Regions from separate parts of the Ovis aries genome. Here region 2 is linked to region 1. Evidence: chromatin contacts called from public Hi-C data. All regions are on one chromosome and are shown on one strand. Each heading gives the region's core, a stretch centred on a gene start, on an enhancer-like site or on the middle of the called end of the contact. The rest is flanking DNA. Distances are from core to core; before and after follow the strand shown.

The links. A called contact is a pair of places that touch in the nucleus more often than the background predicts.
Region 2: a Hi-C map of liver shows a contact between it and region 1, with 9 times the contacts expected there. The contact joins two enhancer-like sites. A contact is called at or near these places in 4 of 16 Hi-C or Micro-C datasets (blood, liver, mixed tissues and 1 more).

Annotation. Positions count from the first base shown.
Region 1 is chr15:53,896,392-53,903,028 of ARS-UI_Ramb_v3.0, reverse strand. It overlaps LOC101110266 (2-acylglycerol O-acyltransferase 2-like), which reads right to left and starts at 6,491. Exons shown (of 6, transcript XM_004016332.5): 1 at 6,332-6,491; 2 at 2,877-3,055; 3 at 247-451. The coding sequence starts at 6,422. Within about 2 kb of position 1,593, at least 4 of the 54 cell types and tissues checked have an H3K27ac peak or open chromatin away from gene starts, as enhancers often do. A contact at or near this core is called in liver, where this site is marked.
Region 2 is chr15:54,041,600-54,048,241 of ARS-UI_Ramb_v3.0, reverse strand. All of the region lies in intron 2 of UVRAG (UV radiation resistance associated), which reads right to left. Among named protein-coding and RNA genes, the nearest start is that of UVRAG, 47 kb to the right of the region's middle. Within about 2 kb of position 2,286, at least 2 of the 54 cell types and tissues checked have an H3K27ac peak or open chromatin away from gene starts, as enhancers often do. A contact at or near this core is called in liver, where this site is marked.

The DNA of each region.
Region 1 (6,637 bases), core at 344-2,843:
CTCACCCTCCCCCTACAGCTGGGAGTTCCCTGAGGACTGGGATTGAGTCATTCCCTTCTTCCCAACCCCTCACCAAGCTCATTGCTGGGAACAGAGCTGTGGGAAGTGCTTCCTTGGGTCTAGCCTCCTTCTCTACTACACATGTTCTTGGAGGAATTACAGAATTTTTAGAAGCCCTCCCTGAAATCCCTCCTCCATGCCTGCAGCCCTCATTTTCCTGGGCTTTCCAGTTCTGGGAAGGCTTACCCCCTTTCATGATGTAATCCCTGAAGAATGGGATCCAGAAAAATATGTTTATCGTTGTCACATGTGGCTGGATCCCAGGGAAAACTGAGAAGAAGCCCGTGCTCTCTGAGCACAGGTTGGTAAAAACTCCTATCGACAGGACTCCATGAGGGTGGAAGCCAGCGAGGTAGTTCCGGGAGGGGTCCAATTCAGCAGTCTTGACTAGCTGTGGGGACAGAAACCTGGTGAATTGGGGCTGTACCTCGTGCCCTCACTGGTCCACCTGCTGACTTTCTGGGCTGACCTCTTCTATGTCTCCCCTGTGCCCAAGTTCTATCACACCCCACGTGAATGTGCTGAGATTAGAGACGGCCTATCTGAGGATCCTTGTCCCCACTGCAGACCTGGAGCAGAGGAGACGCTCTTGGAGACTCTGGAATGAAAGGAAGAGAATGGACCCATGAATGGACCCACCAGGGAAGGAAGGCCCCCTGCCCAAGGACTCCTGGGAGGGTGACAGGGACACAAGCCCCTGTCCTACGTGAAGGGAAACCTTATCCCAGACAGAGTCTACCCAGAATGAAGGAGCCATTGCAGGAGGGAGTGAGCATCTCTCCAAAGACTGGGGCAGCTGGAGTTCTGTCCTGGAACAGGGCTGACCCCTGAGTTCCTGTGACTCAGTCTAAGAGACCCCAGTGTGCTAGGAAGTGGGGGTGGGAAAAGGGGCACGAAGTCCCTAGTGATGCCCGCAGGTCTGGGTAGGGAGGGGTCAAGAAGGTGTCCTGCCAAGTCTGCAGCACTTCCTGACACCAGGTCACAGCCTGCTCACAGAATTGCACCCTTGCTCAGGCCTTGGCCTGTGTAGACACTGCTGCTCCAGGATAATGAAATCCTCACATAGAAACCCAGCTCCTGGACTGATCTTCAGGATGAGGTGGAGGCACCTTGTCCTGGGGGAAACATTGCCTGATTCTCTACTGTTAATTCTTGAGGAAGCCTATCACTTATGTTTAGAAAGCTCCAAGACCCAGAAACCATTTCCTCATTTTGCTTGAAATTCCACCACTAAACTCTAGTTTATAAAAATCACAGCAGGAACTGTTTAAAGTTCAGGAATCCACAAGCATTTGGCAGGGAGTGCTAGAGGCTTGTCAATGTGGGAGAGCTCCAGTAGAGCACGGACTCCCACTTATGGGCTAGCCCATGATTCCTGCAGGGCCTGCACAGTGAAAGTGTGTAGAAGAGTTGGAGGATCTCCTGGGAGGTGCTGGAGTCCAGAACGTGAGGCCACTGAGCTATCTCTGCAGGCTCCCAGCCCAAGACAGGCAAGTTACTGGGCATATCATCCTGCCCTCTGCGTCCACTCATAGGTACTGCCTGCCCTCTGCAGGCCTGCAGTGGGCAAGACTCCTGAATGCTATACACATGAAATTTCTGCAAATCAAGTCCAGTGTCCCATCCGTCTTAATAGTGACTTTGAGAAAACCTCCCCTGGGGTTACCTGTTTGGGTGAAGAGCATGAGTGTCACAGAGCCCCTCAGTACCATTTTCCTGGCAGACATTCAACTGACAAGAGTTTTGGTTGCAAAGAGAGCCACATGCTATTCTTGGAGGCCCAAGGATGATCTGATATTTCATGAAATCCTCACAACCCAATAATGAATGTGGCATAATTTCTGCTTTACATGTGAAGAAATCAAGGTTCAATGAGACTAGCTCACCCAAGATCTGGTATGTTGCAGATCTGGTATTAGAACCTATCCTGCCCAGCTCCACAGGTCACACTCTATCCATTTCTTCTCTTCTGTTTCCAGAGGAGGGCCACCTGCCTCTTCCTGGCACCTTTCTGTGTCTCTCCTGCCTTTCCCACCCTATCTGGACAGTAAATCATCCCTTCCCAGGACTTACACCCAAAGATTTAGTCTTTTTGTGATACAGGAAAGAAGTAGAAGGCTCAGTTTACTTAGAGCAATGTCTTCCTCAATCAGGACTGAACTTTGAGCCCATGGTGAGGTATCCACAGTGACCTTAGGTCAGAGAGTCAGTCAGAGGCACTCAGAGCAGAAGGAAGCAGTATGTTTACTGGATACATGGGGAAACTGAGGAACTGATTGAGCAAGGCTCTGTCCAAGGACATACAGCATACCGAAATTTGGGGCAGAATAGATCCAGAGAACCAGTTTAGGGCTCTCTGCCTAGCTTCTTTACCCAAAGTTAATGCACAAACTTTGAAACCAGTAAAAGGACTTGTGTGGCCTTGGTCATGCCTTTCTTTCTCACTGGGTATCAATCTTTTTATTTGAAGAGGTGTGGGGCTAGATGTTCTCTAAGGACATGACTTTATACCTGCAAACCCAAGCGTGTCTGCTGAGCAGTTTACACCTATAAGACATACATGTGTGCTACCATATATAGTCCACAGAGCTCCTTCAAATCCTGTTCATTCATCAGTCCTCATAGTGGCCCCACATCTCTGCAGGTGGAAAACCACCGCCAGACAGAAGCTGACTCCTCCCCATGCTGCATAGTGGTGGAAGCCCAGCTCCTTCCTCCTAGCCTGGTATTCTGCTCACTGCACACAGGGCCACACTTCCCCACGGACACGTGGGGCACTACAGGCTTAGCCACTCCCCAGCCACCCCGTTACTCACCGAGACGGGGAAATAGTCCTTCATGTGCTTCCATATGACCCAGTGCCTTACGATCTCACTGTGCCTGCCCCCCTGCCATGGCTTATTTTGGTCCGAGTATAACCAGATCGCATACAGGATACTGAAGAACCAGAATCTTGTGAACAGGAGGCCTATGAAGACCACAAGGCAGAGAAAGGCTGGGGAGGGAAGCAGGAGCTGTCAGTAGTCACAGGAATGAAGGAAAAAGCTCTCCCCATATGTCCAGCACTAGCAGCACTGTCCTGTCCAGCCCTCATCCCAGGAGGAAGGAGTCAACCTTCCCTGCCTTCAAGGAAAAAGGAATGTAGCCTTTCCAGTGTCACACTGGGAACCTGAATTTGAAGACAGACTTAACTATAAACTTTCTCCCACTGTACCAGGCTGCTTATTCACTCCAATCTTATCCCTTCCACCTCCCTCTCTGTCCTGTTAAGTAATTTGTATTTACCAAGGGCTCAATAAAGGCCTGATGGAGAAGCGATTAAATGAGCCTTCAGGACCACAGAGAAAAGGGAGACATTGTCTTTGCCCAGCCCTCTTTCAGTACACCCTCAGCCCATCTTTCATAGATATATCCCACCAGATCCCTCCTCTAATGAAGCTCTCCGATGGCTTTTTCATAACTTTGAGGCACAGACCAAGGAGCTCATCCTGGCTTTCAAGCTCCCCATGACTGACTTGAGGCCCTTCCTGCTCCAGCTTCACTCACCCATATGCATCCCCATAATCCAGCCACACTAAGCTGCTCAGTGTTCCTACAACTCCCTGAGCTCTTTGTCTCTTAGCTTTTGCTCACGTTTCCTATGCCTGCCCTTCCCTCTCCTGCAAAAGGAGGGAGGTAGAGGCTAACACATCTGCCTGTACAGCATTACCAGGGCTGGGCCCAGTGAGGAATTCCCCTCTGATCTTTGATTCTCAGTCCCTACCACAGGTTAGTCCCAGCTTCACCTCAGAGTTGGGGAGTTCTATGGGGCTGTCATTAATCTAATGCCAATGGAACCTCATTCCCAGGGAATAATGTTCCCTCTTCAACTCATTGACTCCACTCAATCCCATACATTCAAACTCTTGAAGAAGGTTAGTTTCCACTTCTGTTCCATCTGAAAGTAGGGTAGATTGGGCTGTCATTCCAGGTAGGTTTCCAGGAAGAGGGGACGTTTGACTCAATTTAAATAGTAGTAAAATTCATAAGCCAGACAAAGTAGGTTGAAGCTCACAGATGCTCACTTTACACAGAGCTCCTGCAATGAGTCAGGTGCTGGTGGGACAACTGTGAACTGGCAGAAAATCCTGGCCTTCTCAAGCTGACTCCCACAAATCTGGAGGAAGGATACAGGATGCCAGTGGGGACAAGATGTCCAGGATTTTGACTTAGGTTTTATTTAATTTCATTTATTTATTTATTTGTCACTACAATGTGAAGAAAGCAATAAAACCCCAGCTAGGTCGTTGCCCTTGAGCAAAATCTGAAGTCTGTGTGGGCCACTCCCATTTTCAGAAAACCAGCTCTAGAGGGTAAAACCTTGTTGTTAATAGTGACTCCCTGGAGGGTAGTATTTGAGGAAGTCTTTTACTTTTAGGATACACATTTTGTTTCAGTGTGTCACAGTAAAATTATTAGTTTTGTACTGAGAAAATAAATGTTAGGAAAAAAACCCATATGCAGGGTATTTCCATTTGATCTAAAGATCTTTCTACACCCCACCATCCCCCTCACCTGGGCTCACTCTTTACTGTCAGCAGGAAAAATCCTAACCAGGGAGTCTTTTCAATTTCTGAGGACAGGGAAAGACTTTTTTCACCTTATTACAACAAGGGGAAAAATGTAAAAGCCCACTTTACAGAGGCCCAGAGAGGGTATGTAGATTGGTTAGGTCACACAAAAAGTTAGTAGGATGAGATTTGGCATTCAGTTCTGCTATTTGGGCTACGTTGTACTCCCAGCATTCACTCATTCAACAAATATTCATTGACTTCAACTCTTTTAGGAGCTGGAAATGCAGCTGAGAACAAGACAAACTGTTTGAAAGGATCTTACCTTCCTATATGAGATGCTAATTGTTAAGAGAAGGAAACAGAGTAAACAAGAAACCCATTGTTTCTGGGCCCTGAGTCCACTGTGACTGGTCCTAGTTAAGTACTCCAGTCATCTCTTGGCCCTTCCACCGTAGGGCCTGCTCCATGTCCAGTATGAACCAGCTGTTCACCATATGTATGGTGCTTATTCCCCCACTGGAGGCCATCACTCTCCTACCAGCCTTTAAATCCCGCCCTGTGGATCCATCTCCTAACCATCTCTCTACCTAGTGCCAGTCTCCCTTGACCAGGGGAGGCAATCTTTACCCTAAACACCAGACTGTAAATATTTCAGACTTTGCAGCCAAAGAGGCAACTCAAAGGATATTATATACAGAGCTGAGGATTTAAAATGTAAAAATCATTCTTGGCTCCTGGGCTGTGCTGTGCTGTGCTGTGCTAAGTCACTTTAGTCATGTCTGACTATTTGGGACCTCCATGGACTATAGCCCACCAGTCCTCTCTGTCCATGGGGTTTTCCAGGAAAAAACACTGGAGTGGGTTGCCATTTCCTTCTCCAGGGGATCTTCCCTACCCAGGGATTGAACCAGTGCCTCTTAGTTCTTCTGCATTGGCAGGTAGGTTCTTTATCACTAGTGCCACCTGGGAAGCCCAGGTGACTTCCCTGGTGGCTCAGATGGTAAAGAATCTGCCTGAGATGAGGGAGACATAGATTCGAACCCTGGGTTGGGAAAATCCCCTGGAGAAGGGAACAGCTACTTACTCCAGTATTCTAGCCTAGAGAATTCCAAATTTCATGGACTGTACAGTTTATGGGGTCACAAAAAGTCAGATATGACTGAGTGACTCTTTCACTTTCATGGGCTGTACCAATATAATAATAATGAGTGGGCTGGATTTGGCCCATGGGGCGTAAGTTGGAGACCCCCGATACAGATTGTTACTGCTCCCTGTCATTAATTTATACCCTATGCCCTAAACACAGTAGATCCATTGGCTTCAGCCATCGGGACCTATACCACACAGATTGGACCTTGTCATTCCCATACCTAAAGCCTCCCTGGGGCTCCTTTTGTCCCCAGGATAAGGGACAAGGTACAAGCTCCTGCTCCTGGCACCGGTGGACCCAGATCCTTTTCCTCAGCTTCCCTCCCTCTAGCTACTTGACCTCCCAGTATTCCAGACTGGGCAGTGGGTGGGTGCAGCCAGTCAGATACACTCCTGCTGGCAAAGCACCCGGAAGGCCAGCTGAGCAAATTGTCCCTCATACCAGGTGTTCCCCAGGTGCTGATCTCAGCAGCCCTTTTAGGACCTATATCTTTCTCCTATCAATGCCCCCTGCGCTCCAGAAGTGGCAGGTGTCCATGGCCTCCTGTTCCCAGCCCAGCCTGCCTTACGCAAGACCAAGATGGAGAAGATCCATTGCAGGACCGCGAAGGTCTGCAATCTGCGCTCCAGTGGCACAAACAAAGGCGCGAACTCCACCATGCTGGCTCCTCAGTGGGTCCTGGAGGCGTCTCTGAGTTCTGCTGCGGATTGAGACATCTGCTGGTGTTTGCTGCTGCCAGAGATTGGCTAAGCATTTATGGGTTCTGAAGTGGGTGGGTGCCCAATCCAACCCAACCCCAACATCTTCCTGCCCCTGTTTGGCAAGGATCTCTTTCTTGAGAAATCTTTGAACTCACTCTCCTGGCCCCATGTCG
Region 2 (6,642 bases), core at 1,037-3,536, 140 kb before region 1:
AAGCAAAAGGGTATGGGCCATATAAAAGTTCAGTAGCAAGCAGGACTAACCTAGAAGTCAGGATAGTGGTGGTCTTTGGAAGGAAGTAGTAACTAGAGGGAGAACACAAAATAATGCTGTTGTTCTTAATCTGGTTACATGGCAATGGCACCCACTCCAGTACTCTTGCCTGGAAAAATCCCACGGACAGGGGGAGCCTGGTGGGCTGCAGTCCATGGGGTCGCAAAGAGTCGGACACGACTAGGCGACTTCACTTTCACTTTCCACTTTCATGCAGTGGAGAAGGAAATGGCAACCCACTCCAGTGTTCTTGCCTGGAGAATCCCAGGGAGGGGGGAGCCTGGTGGGCTGCCGTCTATGGGGTCACACAGAGTCGGACATGACTGAAGTGACTTAGCAGCAGCAGCAGCAGTTCCCTGTGAAAAGTCACCAAGCTATGCCCTTTACTGGAATGTGTGCTGTATCGCAATACAAACTAATAAGACAAAAATTTTCAAAGGTTCAATAATGGAAAAAATACAGCATCTTCCATTCAATAATGGAAAAAATACCTGCTTGCTACTGAACTTTTATATGGCATATGCTCTTTTGCTTAGCATATTAGTGAGATTCATACAAATTATTTATCAATTCTGTATTTATGTGTCCTTTGGCAAGTATGTGTCTGTTTCTGTTAGGTATCTACATAAGAGTGAACTAGGTGCTGAATCATAGATGTTTTCAGCTTTAGTAGGTACTGCATCTTACAAGGAGGTACCTACAGAGATAAAAACAAAGCTATCTCTTCCTGATGTCATTTTGGGTCCTAAAGCCTGAAGACAGGAGTTGGAGGATTAACCACCTGAAAAGACAGCCATTTACTCCCCTATGTGTAAGGTCATCTCTCAACTAAACTCCATGTGCTCTGGAATATGAAATAGTGTAATTTCAAATTCTCAGCAGAAAAAGAATGAAATAAACACCCCTTTCCAAAATGGGAAAAAAAAAAAAAAAAAGACCTCGTGAATGTATGGCCCTTAAATATGAAGGACCACATTTAAGGGGTGGGATGATGGGCACAAAGAATACTTTATTCCAAAACTAATTAAAAGTCTTTGGAAAAGACAGTAGTCTTTTGAAGTTGTTTCTGTGGCTGAATAGATGGCCTGAATCAACATTTTAAACCAAAAGAACATTAATATAGAACTACTGTCAATCTTCTCATTACAATGACCTTCCTTTATAATTTTATAGAATAGCTGCCAGGCAACAACCAATCATTTCTGAGCTGGTCCACTCAGATACAGATATGGTCTGCCACATATTAAAGACTCCACTGCCTAATAATGTCATTGTAAAGATCTAGATGATTTTCTACATTTAACCTATACATATAAGCCCATGTCTAGATGGAACAAATTATTCAAGTACTAACATCATTTAGGGACCTATATCTTATTCACTGAAAGTACAGTGGCAGAATATTAGGATATTTATAGCTTTGAAAAATTCACCTCCAGGAGAATCTAAAATTATTATTTATTACCTGGGCAATTTCTCTAAAACACTGTCCAACTGATATTTATTAAAGGAACACATATACAGAAAGGTTTCAAAACACAAACAAGATGTCACTATTTTATCACTCAAAAACAAATTACAGTCACAAGAAACACAACTAAGAATTCATAAAAGCTGCTCCAACTTCCCCAAAACATACAAGATAACTCTCAGGAATGGCATACTAAATTCATAAGCAGTAATTATTACCCAGCCCAAAACTCTCTCTCCTTTGTCTCATTCACCTTTATTCATCCTTCATGTCTCAACTTAGGAATCCCTTATTGTAAGAGGCCTCTCCTGACCCCCCTCACCAAACTAAGATAAATGACATTCCTACATGTTCCCAAAGAAGCCTGTTCTTCCCTGGTCTTACAACTGCATGATGATGGAGTCTAACACAAAGTAGTATAAGATGGCTAAGCAAGAGGATCCAACTCCCTTCTCTCTCTCTCTCTCTCTCTCTCTCTCTCTCACACACAAAAATGAAATGTTAACTCAGTTCAATTAGAACATACACTTCTGTGACAACCCCTCAGGCCAGTAACTCATAAAAAATATTTCTATTGTCCAGTCAATTTTTTCCCAAAGATTTAAAAATATCTCAGGCACTCTCAATTCAAACAGAAGTTTTGGTTCTGATAACTCTGTCACATGCTTTCCCTAAAAGCACATGCTCTAGAACTTTGTTTATTCAGTTATAAGGCCTATCACTGACCTCTGTTAGACCTCTAAGAGACATCTAACCAGCAGAAGGGAGTGTGATGTAAGGGGGGCAGCACAATGCTGTGAAAGAGACGGGTTTCCAAACACACAGGAACTAGCTATCCTGCCACCATAAGATTTTTAATTTTCTTAATAAAAAAGAAAAACTTTTTCGTAAAAAATAAAATACGCAATAATTAACTTGATAATTATTAAAGATGGTGCACATGGGTTCACTGGGCTTCCCTGATAGCTTCAGTTGGTAGAGAATCCGCCTGCAATGCAGGAGACCCCGGTTCAATTCCTGGGTCAGGCAGATCCGCTGGTGAAGGGATAGGCTACCCATTCCAGTATTCTCAGACTTCCCTTGTGGCTCAGCTGGTAAAGAATCCGCCCGCGATGTGGAAGACCTGGCTTTGATCCTTGGGTTGGGAAGATCCCCTGGAGAAGGGAAAGGCTACCCACTCCAGTATTCTGGTCTGGAGAATTCCATGGACTGTATAGTCCATGGGGTCTCAAAGAGTTGGACACGACTGAGTGACTTTCACTTTCATGTGGGTTCATTAACCAATTCGCCTCTACTTTTATGTATGTACAAAACCCAATTTAGAGAATTTAGTTACTTCCATTCTTACCACTTCAATTATTTTAGTTTTTAATTAACCAATGGCCCTTTAATAATGTTAAGAATATTAATTTCCCCCTGAACCAAAAATCAACAAATAACGAGTCTGGAGGGTATGGTTAGCTGAACCCTGAGATAAGAAAGCTGAATTATACATTCACTACTAACTGTTCAATGCTAAATATATCTGAGAAGAAATCAGGACTCTGACATATAACTTGGAGACACAGCTCCACCATCTAGCCTGTCAACAGTGGATTATTCTAGTTAATGCAATGGACGCTGGACTTCACTGTGCTAGGGACATTAGAAAATAGAAAAATGAATAAGCTGGGGGTCCTTGTTCACTAGCTGCCCTCATGTGTTACCTCTCAAAAACTCGTTCCCATGCCATCCACCCCTTGACTACTATCTGCTATCTCTCCAGGTCATTTCCTCTGCTGTCCTGATTCTTTCTCCCTGTCTCCGTCACGCTTGTCAAAATCTCAAACCACTCACTCCACTCCGGCCACACTAACTTCTTAGCCATTCCTTGAAAACCTCAAGAACACGCCTTGTGGTTTCCTACTTCTTGGCCTGGAACAGTCTTCCCCTCTTAGATACAGCGTCGCTGTTGTTCAGTCACTAAATCGTCTCTGACTCTTCGCCACGCCATGAACCGCAGCACGCCCCCGTTCCCTGTCTACCACTATCTCCTGGAGTCTGCTCAAGTTCATGTTCATTGACTCGGTGATGCTATCTAACCATCTCATCCTCTGATACATGGCATGTTCCCTCATTTTTTTCAGCTATCTGCTCAAATGAGACCTTTCATGTGACTACCACAGAAATTCAGCCACTACCCCTGCCAGATACTTCACTACACTGCTTTATTTTACTCAATTATATTTATTGCATCTAACAAGTTCCAATTTACGGACTTCCCTGATGGCTCAGATGGTAAAGTGTCTGCCTACAACACAGGAGACTCGGGTTCAATCCCTGGGTCGGGAAGATCTCCTGGAGAAGGAAATGGCAACCCACTCCAGGACTCTTACCTGGAAAATCCCATGGACGGAGGAACCTGGTAGGGTACAATCCATGGGGTTGCAAAGAGTCGGAGACGACTGAGTGACTTCACAACACACAAACACATTCCAATTTATCATCAATTCTAACAAGTATTTTTCTTCCACTGTAAAATAAATTCTGACTTTCAGTTCAGTCACTCAGTCATGTCCGACTCTTTGTGACCCCATGAACTGCAGCACGCCAGGCCTCCCTGTCCAGCACCAACTCCTAGAGTTTACTCAAACTCACGTCCATTGAGTCAGTGATGCCATCCAACCAGCTCATCCTCTGTTGTTCCCTTCTCCTCCCGCCTTCAATCTTTCCCAGCATCAGGGTCTTTTCAAATGAGTCAGTTCTTCGCATTAGGTGGCCAAAGTATTGAAGTTTCAGCTTCAGCATCAGTCCTTCCAATGAACACCCAGGGCTGATCTCCTTTAGGATGGACTGGTTGGATCTCCTCACAGTCCCAGGGACTCTCAAGAGTCTTCTCCAGCACCACAGTTAAAAGCATCAATTCTTCGATGCTCAGCTTTCTTCAGTCCAACTCTCACATCCTTTCATGACTACTGGTAAAACCATAGCTTTCACTAGACAGACCTTTGTTGGCTAAGTAATGTCTCTGCTTTTTAATAAGCTGTCTAGGTTGGTCATGATTTTTCTTCCAAGGAGCAAGCATCTTTTAATTTCATGGCTGCAGTCACTATCTGCAGTGATTTTGGAGTACAAAAAATAGTCTCTCACTGTTTCCACTGTTTCCCCATCTATTTGCCATGAAGTGATGGGACCAGATACCATGATCTTAATCTTCTGAATGTTGAGTTTTAAGCCAACTTTTTCATTCTTTTCTTCATTGTAAGATTTTTCTTTCATCTTCCATTGTAACATTTTTCTTCCATTGTAAGATAAATTCTGACTTTAGAAATGTTAAAATCAGTAAGGTCCTGTACTTGTTGACCACTAGATGGCAGTCTTCAGTTCAGTTCAGTTCAGTCGCTCAATCGTGTCTAACTCTTTTCGACCCCATGAATCGCAGCATGCCAGGCCTCCCTGTCCATCACCAACTCCCAGAGTTCACTCAAACTCACGTCCATCGAGTCGGTGATGCCATCCAGCCATCTCATCCTCTGTCGTCCCCTTTTCCTCCTTTCCCCAATCCCTCCCAGCATCAGAGACTTTTCCTACAAGTCAACTCTTCGCATGAGGTGGCCAAAGTACTGGAGTTTCAGCTTTAGCATCAGTTCTTCCAAAGAACACCCAGGACTGATCTCCTTTAGAATGGACTGGTTCGATCTCCTTGCAGTCCATGGGACTCTCAGGAGTCTTCTCCAACACCACAGTTCAAAAGCATCATCAGGTGTCACTATCTACACGCACAACCTTAACAATAGATGTCTTTTTGTGTGTGTTTTTTTTTTATTGTAGTATAGTTACTTTACAATGCTGTGTTACTTTCTGTTGTACAGCAAAGTAAATAAGTTATACACATACATATATCCCCTATGTTTTGGATTTCCTTCCCATTTAGGTCACCACAGAACACTGAGGTCCCTGTGCTATACAGGGACCTCATCAGAATACATAGCAGTATATAGTTGTTCTTAATATCAATTCTTTTAAGCTATTGACACTACTGACACTACATGTGCTTAGTCTGTCAGTTAAGAATCTCTTGATTTAAGTTGAAACAATCCTATATATAATATCTAGCAATAATTTAAATTCAACACATTATAAAAATATCAAGTATTCATAATAATGTGGAATAACCAGAAAGAACATTCAGACTGCTAATGAGAATATAAACAAATAACAACTATTTAGCAATATGTACTAAAGCTTGTAATATGCATATTCCCAGCAAGCCCACTTCTAGACATATACACAACAGAAATGCATACAAATATTCAACCAACAGATATATCCAAGAATATCCATAGCAGTACTGTTCATGTTGGCTCAAAACTAGAAACAAGCACTTCCCCTGGTACTCCAGTGGTTAAAGACTCCACGCTTCCACTACAGGGGCACAAGTTCATTCCCTGGTCCGGTAACTAAAATCCCACATGCCATGTAACATGGCCAGAAAACAAACAAAACCAGAAACTAACCAAATTCCCAGCAACAGAAGAATGGATAACTTCTGGTATATTCACACAACGAAAGACAATAGAGAAAACAAGTATACCTCACAATATGAATGACTCTTACAATATACAGTTAAGACGTCAAAGTCAGACACAAAAGAACAGACACTATATGATTCCATTTCTACAAAGCTCACAAACAGGTAAATTAATTTATGGTATTAAAAGTCAGAAAAGTCTAAGTCACTCAGTCATGTCCAGCTCTTTGCAACCCAATGGGCTACACAGTCCATGGGATTCTCCAGGCCAGAATACTGGAGTGGGTAAGTTGTTCCCTTCTCCAGGGGATCTTGTCAACCCTGGAGCTGAACCAGGGTCTCCCACATTGCAGGCCGATTCTTTACCAGCTGAGCTATCAGGGAAGCCCATGTTAGAAGTCAGAGAGTAGTAACTGTAAGGGGTAAGGGGGCTTCCGGGCACCGAAAACATTCTATTTCTTGATCTGGATACTGGTTACCCATGTGTATTTAACTTGAGAAAACTGAGTTTTCACTACAGCAAAGGGGGTAGAGTGAATCAAGCCCTTCTACGCTATTTGCTCCCTAAACCTACCCTCCCCACCTCTCAATTGTCTGCAGA